3 separate regions of the Rattus norvegicus genome follow, and all the other regions are linked to region 3. Evidence: chromatin contacts called from public Hi-C and HiChIP or PLAC-seq data. All regions are on one chromosome and are shown on one strand. Each heading gives the region's core, a stretch centred on a gene start, on an enhancer-like site or on the middle of the called end of the contact. The rest is flanking DNA. Distances are from core to core; before and after follow the strand shown. Region 1 holds the start of Trmt11 (tRNA methyltransferase 11 homolog). Region 2 holds the start of Hint3 (histidine triad nucleotide binding protein 3). Region 3 holds the start of Hddc2 (HD domain containing 2).

The links. Hi-C and Micro-C count contacts between places; a contact is called where the count stands out from the background. HiChIP or PLAC-seq counts read pairs in DNA pulled down with a chosen protein or histone mark.
Region 1: a contact with region 3 is called in a Hi-C map of Schwann cells, with 6 times the contacts expected there. The contact joins the promoter of Trmt11 here to the promoter of Hddc2 in region 3. A contact is called at or near these places in 7 of 12 Hi-C or Micro-C datasets (the A7r5 cell line, the Rat2 cell line, Schwann cells and 4 more).
Region 2: an H3K27ac HiChIP or PLAC-seq map of oligodendrocytes shows a contact between it and region 3, with 8 times the contacts expected there. The contact joins the promoter of Hint3 here to the promoter of Hddc2 in region 3. A contact is called at or near these places in 8 of 12 Hi-C or Micro-C datasets (the A7r5 cell line, the Rat2 cell line, Schwann cells and 5 more) and 1 of 1 datasets of contacts at active chromatin or transcription factors (oligodendrocytes).

The regions. Positions count from the first base shown.
Region 1 is chr1:28,871,951-28,874,736 of GRCr8, reverse strand. It overlaps Trmt11 (tRNA methyltransferase 11 homolog), which reads right to left and starts at 1,376. Exons shown (of 13, transcript NM_198051.2): 1 at 1,267-1,376. The coding sequence starts at 1,338.
Region 2 is chr1:28,853,410-28,856,109 of GRCr8, reverse strand. It overlaps Hint3 (histidine triad nucleotide binding protein 3), which reads right to left and starts at 1,250. Exons shown (of 5, transcript NM_001100825.1): 1 at 1,041-1,250. The coding sequence starts at 1,220.
Region 3 is chr1:28,131,656-28,134,355 of GRCr8, reverse strand. It overlaps Hddc2 (HD domain containing 2), which reads left to right and starts at 1,379. Exons shown (of 6, transcript NM_001108460.1): 1 at 1,379-1,485; 2 at 2,523-2,644. The coding sequence starts at 1,417.

The DNA of each region.
Region 1 (2,786 bases), core at 127-2,626, 740 kb before region 3:
TCTCTCCTTATCTGACATGTTGTGTGCCTCCTTTCAGCTCTCCTTTAACGTCTGACTTCTGAGCATCTGTACTTGGCCTACCACTTTTTTGTAAACTTGTGGGTATACTCACATAAGTAAGGAAGGCCTGGTACCTACGGAGGCCAGAAGAACCCCCCCCAACCCACCCACCTGGGGTTACAAATGGCTGTGGGCAGTATCCCGATACAGATGCGGGACAACAGATACAGGTCCTCTGGAGGAGCAGTGGTCCTTAGCCACCTCTTCAGTCCCAGTGGTTCACCACTTTTTGAGCATGAAGTAGAAGAAATCTCATCATTTCCAGGTTTTCTTGGGCAGAACAATAACAAATGTTTACCCTAACATACATTTGGTCTCATCCCCTACACCCACGCTCTAACCTATTCCCTTCTTGCTCACACTAGATTAGTTTCTTAATCTTTTAATATTCCAACAGATGCTTACTAACTCCAGTCTTACTGCTCAAGTCTGTCCTTCATTTTACTGTCTGTTAAAAACCATCTAATTCTGCCTCTTCTAACCTGTTTAACTCCTCTTCCAAGTTATAGAGGGCTCAGTGTCTTCTCTGGTCCACCAACCTACTTCTGTTTACCACTCTGTTACATAACTGGTGACTAGTAATGGACAACAGTTTACACTTCCAAAGTACTTATTTCCTTTGCCCAGTTAACTAATGCTGTAGCTCATGTCATCCCCACCTTGAAAGGCAACATCCCCCATTCATTAATGGACAAAGACTCCCTTTTTAAAGGCTCCCACTAAGTGCCCTTCATCGTTGCGCTTCAATAAGTTGACTATGCTCTCGCATCTGCTAGTCCTGAGCCTAAGTAAACATTAAGCTCTTGAAGGGCAGAGCTGTCAGTCAGCGCACCCTCAGCATTCCGTGTACGCGACTCGAATGTTGTTTCTTGAGTAAATAAAAGTTTTCTCCCAACTTCATCAAGTACCAACCCAAGCCTTCCATCGTGCCTGAACCTATTTTGACACTTCTCACTCCACCGAGCGACCCCATGGATGTCTCCGTCCCGAGTCGGGTCCGGTTCACCTGCTTTACTGCGGCGTCAGGCGCACGTGCAGAGCTGGATGGCAGGGCACTGTCCCGGAGAAAGGCTGCCCGGGACTCAGAGCGGACAGCGGCCTCACCCCCGCCCAATCCAGGCGCGCGCAGCAGCCCGCAGAGACCCCTCCCCTAGTCGGCGCGTGCGGAGTGCGAGCCTCTGCGCCCGGCACCCCAGGACGGCTCACCGGCAGGCGGAACTCCAGGTGCTCCTGTGCCATGAGCAGCAGATAGCGATTCAAGGAGCCCGGCAGCGCCATTGCGGCTACTATGGTACGCCTGCGCGGCCTCCACCGGCCCGCCCCCTCCTCCCCCCTGGAGCTAAGTTTCCGCCGAGCCTCAGCCCGGAGCCGGAAACGGAAGCTAAACCAGAAACAGGTGGCACCTTCTAGGAAGGGGCATGACGGGGCGGAGCGAGATTATAAGGTTCACAAAGCCTGTGGCTATCCTGGCATGCTCCCCTTGTGAAAGGTGCATTGTTTTAAGGGGCAGACTGCGGTGATCCTGCGCAGTTCCCCAGTGATGCTCCTCTTGGAGTGTTCTTCCGACTCCTCCCTCAGCTCTTCGACTCAAAACTGAACCGAAACTTCACTGTAAAGTGTAGGTAGACTCCTAATCGTTCAGGGTTCTGGGGCTCACTAGCTAGAACACTGAGTGTACTTTTCGTGATTATGCGAAACTTTTTCAAGAGCTGTCAAGGACCCACCTTGGTTTTCTCTGTAAGGAAACCAACAAAAAACCCTTCCTCGGACTAGCATTCAGTAATTATGCTATGTTGTTACAGGCACACAGTCAATCCACAGTCAACTGTAGATTAAAAACATTGGCAGAAGCTACCCTAATTATTCACATGAGCCAAATACCAAAAGAGTTTGTAAGATATATAGCTACCCATATATATGTTCCACAACTGTCATTTCTGTTAAAAGTACTGAACCCTTTGTCCTGCTGAGACCTGTATTTGGGGGATTTTGCATTCCACCTTGATAATTCACAGCATATAAAAGTATCCTATTTCTTCCATATGCCAGAAACATAGTTGGTGTTTAGTGGTAGTGATCAAGCCAGCCAGCACACAGTGATGACCCTTGTTAATCAAACCTCAGTTCCACCATTTGTTATCCCTAGGCTCTCAGCAAATTTCATAACATCTGTGTGCCTCATTTTTTTTTTTTGTATAAAGCTGGAATATTGCCTCCTACAGATAATAGCTACAATTACTAGGTGTAATAATATTCAAACTTCGATGTATAGTTTATTGCATGAGTCCAAAAAATAGCATTGGAAAAGGTTTTTTTTTTAATTGGGTATTTTTTTATTTACATTTCAAATGTTAACCCCTTTCCCAGTTTCCTGTCCATAAACGCCCTATCCCATCCCCTCTCCCCCAGCTTATATGAGGGTGTTCCAGTCCTGATGTTTCTGTACACTGGGGGATTGAGCCTTGGCAGGACCAAGGGCTTCTCCTCCCATTGATACTCAACAAGGTCATCCACTGCTACATATGCAGCTGGAGCCATGGGTCTGTCCATGTTTACTCTTTGGATGGTGGTTTTGGTGCCTGGGAACTCTGGGGTGGTCTGGTTGGTTGATTTTGTGGTTCTTCCTATGAGGTTGCAAACCCCTTCAGCTTCATCAGTTCTTTCTCTAACTCCTCCCTTGGGGAGCCTGTGGTTGGCTGGGAGCATCGGCCTCTGCATTTTCAAGC
Region 2 (2,700 bases), core at 1-2,500, 720 kb before region 3:
ACACTGCCCTTGGTACTGGTAAGCCCCCTACTAAGAATATGTGGTATGTCCTTTGCTTAAATGAATTCTGAAAAATACAGTAAGAAAACCATACAGAGATCTCTGAGGCAAAGAATCATCTCTGACTTTTGTTGGAAAGTCTTGCAAACAAATTCTTCATGATGTTGGTAACCCTGATTATTCCAAATCAAACAATTTCTTCTGCCATTATTTGTATAATTACCAACACCATATATATATATATATATATATATATATATATATGTATATATATATAGTATACCAACACCTTATATAAGTCCAATCATTCGTTTACAACGAATATATGTGTAATGAGAGTTTTAAATGCAAAATGATAAATCTCTCTCAAAAGATTAACTCTCTATGAGGGATGATGAGATGCAAAATATGTTTGAGCCAGGGGAAAGGGAAAGTTTTCTGGAATTTCCAGGTATGTCATGGCTGTTGCACTCTTGAACTCGCAGCAAGTATGATTAACTACAAGTGATCTGCATAGGTTTGAATCCTGTCCAGATCTTGTAACGAAAAGGGGAGGCGTTCATGAAGCCCTCGCGGTTGATAAGAGATATTTTTCCCAGTGGTGTGTAGCCACTTACAAGCTATGAACTGTTAGTTATCAGTTCGACTTCAGACCCAGTCATGAAACTCCATTTCGCCTATTTTCAGTCAAATTCACTCTTCGTCACCACGCCCATGACCTGTTTTCTGCTAGTTGTACGCTCTCTAAGGATACTGGAAATGTACATAACTTACTATCTAGAGAAGAGGAAGACTCCTTATAATAAAAACAAGGACACAGGATGCTGCTGTGTTGCAAATGCATGCAGAGGGAGGCGAGTGTGCCTGGCTCCATTACTACTATCTCTCCCTACTGAGCAGCAAAGGCACCTCTGGAGGACCTCTGGGTCCCTGAAAGAAGTCAATTACACGGTAGGTTTAGCAGGTCGGTGCAGAGACAGAAGCCTGCGAGCCTGGATTGGAGGTCGGGCTCCCACCCACCCCGGCCTGTCGCCGCCCACCTCACAGTATAAGAGTTCAGTTTCGGGTTCCTGACCCGCCGCGACGCGGCAGAACACGCAGTTACTGTCATAGTCCCTGGACTCCGAGGTCCCAGGCGAGGACACCTCAGGTCCTGCTTTGGCAGTGACCGTACAGTCGGGATTCGGCTCTCCAGCTAAGCCCGCTTGCTTTTCAGCCATGGCGGCCGAGAGGCGACCTGAGGATCAGCTGAGCTGCTCAAGGCCTGGCGCGTGCGCACCCGTGGCACCCGGAGCCGCCGCCTTGCTCCGCCCTCCTAGCAATGCGAAGTCTGCGCACGCGCAGGGACAGACACTGGGAAGGGGAGACTGTCAGTGGGCGAGGAGGGCGCGGTAAGGCTTGCCCTGACCCCGCCCGTCGCTCCGTGATGACGCAAACAGCTCAGTTTCAAGAACCTAACCAGGGGCTTGGGAGTTGCCAATAACCTTAGTCTAAAGTGCAAAGGATGTTGTTTCCACTTCTCTATATAGTGTATCACGCTCTAGTTATAAAAGAAAAAAAAAGTATAGAAGTTCGATTTTTTAAGGGTATAAGAGGATGAGTAAAATGTATAGAGAGCCTTGTTTGGCAAAGTGAATTTTCCTTGTTTTCTGTGTACTTGTTCAGTCACAATAATTTTAGGATCTGAAAACAAAAAACAAAAAACAAACAAACAAAAAAAAAACCCAGCCAAACTGTACTTGACATGTTTGCTTTTGTTTATAGTGCAATGCAAATCAGAATAAGGATCTCTCCTATGTCACATGTCATATACCGAGAAAAGGCAATAGTTGAGAAATTACCTCCCAGCTCTTCCCTGTGTCTCACCGGGTTCATTGTAACAATTTTCTCTTGTATTTCCTGCTATTCAGGAAAGAGAGAGAAACCCTTTGGGAACAATCATGCCAGAAAAATATCAGTTCTTAAGTATGATTGTGAGCTCACCTTTTGACAATACACGGCCTTTGCTGAGCACCAGTACTGAGCATTCCCTATGCTTCTCTAACTGTGAAACTTCCCAAGTTTAATTATTTTATTACAGCTCTACAGAAAGAAACAGATTCAGACTTCTATCTTACCCCTTACCCAAACAATAGCAAAGTTTAAATAAGTGTCTATTTATGTTCTATGTTTATCCGTAGAACAAATATTTTTAAATGCACTGTTTTGTTTTGAGATAAATTCTTGCTGATTCCCACCTCACCTGGAAATCTTCCTGTGTCAAACCTCCTGGTACTGTGCTGACCCTGCCTCTTTCCTGATGCTGAAGTTTACTTGAAATGATTGACAACAATAGTTATGACATTGGCGCTTGTCGATTTCATAATTGCAATTACTTAGTATGACTTTAAATTTGGTAATGCTTTTAAATGAATTGTGTTGTAATCCAAAACAGCAACATGTTAGGTAAAAGTACACGCAAATTGAAGACACATTTAATTTCCTGTGTAGTTAACCGCATATTTGGCAATCACTACAGTAGCTTCTCAGATCCTCAGAAGCAGAAAATGTGTGACCTCACACATTTAAATATCATTTTCTATGTCTGTTCTTACACTTTCATATCACTCTGCCTTTTTTATGGTGTGTGTCTGTGTGTGTGTGTGTGTGTGTGTGTGTGTGTGTGTGTGTAGTATATGTTTGTCTTTCTCCATGTATGTA
Region 3 (2,700 bases), core at 130-2,629:
GTTCTTGCCACATATGGCTTGATGTTGTCATTAAATACTATACTCATGTGAATATTCGTAACCCTCAGAGTACAAATTGCCTGATTCTCTGAATAAAGAGCCCCCTAATTCTCCCAAGTTCACGCTGTCAAACTAGGGTGGTAAGCAAGGTGCTAATTGAAAATATTCTACTTCCATAAAGTCCTAGTTATGACTTTCAGAATGTTTTATGCTCTAAACAGCCATGTTCACAGGAATGTTTAGTGATAACTTCTGATTCGAACACGCTGATTTGAGTGTCTAACAGTGTGACTTATAGGGAGAAAGCAGATAGGGATTATATACAAAAACAGGAATAGGCCCTCTACACCTGGGAACTCAGCACAGCAAGGCAGCCTGGCAGTGCTGGCACCTGAAACTTGTGCTTTTATTTTACAGATAACACAAAGTGATAAATAGCTCACCTACCAAGTGCTGGAGATCACTTGGGACCTCATGTATACAAGTGCTTCTTCGCTATACTACACCGCCAACTTTTAATTTCTGCTATAGAGCTGACTTATAATAATCCCGGATACTGCTCATGGATGCTGCCTTGAGTTCTATACTGAGTAACATTCTATACCAACCTTATGCTATGATGACTATACATTTTCTACCATAGTTCCTGGTACAGAATTCTGGCTCAAATGGAAGGCATGATAGGTGTATTAAGCAATAAGAAACAAGAACAGACGATGGCTCATCAGAACCACCAGCTTTTAGTGCCCTGTATATAAATAAACCTACTTTGGTACAAATAAAATGGGATTCCTTTTTATTTCCCTTTCTTTTTGAATTTTATCCATATCCTTGATTCTCCTTGAGTTTTGCCCATATTCATTAACTGCCCTTAAAATCTTGTACCGTTAAACTGTCAATGGAAACAAGTCCTGGAAAACGCTGATGAGTTTCGGGCAGAATGGATGCTTGTGGTTTCAGCATGGGCTTGCTTTTACTAGCCCATTGCCTGCTTCCTCCAAAGTCTCCCTTCTCATTTCTTCCCTTCACAGGCTTGGCCAAGTGCCTTTGTTAAACTGGTTATGGATGTTCGGCCTTTAAGTGGCGCTCCTTAGAGCTAGCTCTTCCTGCCAATCAGACACTGGGCTTCTAAGAGATAAGGTTTGCAGACATTATCCAGCCTCGTCCTCTTCAGGCCTTTCTGCCCTTAGCGTCAAGCTGCGATCCATGTGAAAGCTGATGGTAGTTAATTGAGCAGAGATCACCCAAAGCCTGAGCATTGGGCAGTCCATTCAGAGAAGGTCGTCCCCCAAAGAAGGAAGTGGGGCTGTGGGGAGGAGCCAAAGAGAGGGGAGGGACCGAAAGACAGTGGGGAGGAGCTAAAGGAGAGTGGGGAGGGGCCTGAGGACGTCACCAACCAGCTCTTTACACTCCAGCATGGCTTCGGCCACATCCAACTGCCAGGCCGGGCTGTTGCGTTTTCTGCGTCTAGTCGGGCAGCTCAAGGTGAGCGAGTGGGCTCGGCCGGGCCGGGAGGCGGCGGGGTCCAGCTCAGGCTCCGACCTCACGCAACCTCCCTCGCTCAGCCCCGCCTCGTGCGGCCTGGATGTGCCGGGAAGGAGCTGGCGGGAACCCAGCCGAGGATTCTTTGCGGGGCGCCGCCACAGCCCAGGTCATGGGCGGTGCTGCGGAGCTGCAGCGGAAGGCCGGAGTGTGGCCCCTGCTTATGAGTAGTGGAGACCTTCCTCTGTCGCCGTGACTTCCGGAAATGACCGTTTCAGTAATTCGGTTTCAGCGTGCACCAGCTTGTGCAGAGCTTGTGCAGAGCCCCCTACGTTCCAAGACGAGCTGTTCCCTGACACTGTGACTACTGTTTGTGAAATCCTTTAGAAACATAGAACTCCCAGGTAAAATGCAGACTCACATGATCACATCATGATCTGAATAAAAGGCTTCACTGCCGTGGAAATTCCTCCAAGCCATCTGAGTTAGAACTGGGGAGTCTGTTACATGTTATATGTACAAAATATTCTATTACTGTATGAAATTTTTTTTGACAGCAAAACCCTACTCCTCTCGTAGTTAGGAAAAATATAGGGGCTTTGCTTTGCATTTTTTCTTAACTACAACACAGTATGGAGACCAGATGGGCAACACAGGCTGGGAGCCTGGAACTTGAGTCTTCCCCTGTTGAGTTCTGAGATTCCAGGCATGTACCACCAGGCTTACCACCAGTTTTGCTTTTATGTCTAAAACCTTTTTGTGTTTTTGTCCCACAGTTATACTTCAGTAGCACGGAGTAAAGACTATTAGACTTTCGTATACTCGTGAATTGCATTTTGCCCACTCACTAGTTTGATTTCGGATTTTGATCGCTACGATTAGTTTAAATAAAGCATTGTTTAAAAATATGTTTGAAATCATGACTCGGCTGATATGTGGCTCTGTGGCCATTCTCTGGCATTTTCTTCAAGAGCACCTTTTGGATTTGTTGTTTCCAGTGATGGTTTTTTGTTTGTTTAACCCCTTATCTTATTTATTAGAGAGTCCCACGGACTGGCTGGGTATATAGAAACGTTGAGAAGCCGGAAAGCGTGTCAGATCACATGTACCGGATGGCAGTTATGGCTATGGTGACCAGAGATGACCGTCTTAACAAGGATAGGTAAGTTATTTGAACATTGATGCTTGTGAACATCTCTGGACTCTGCGTGAGGATTA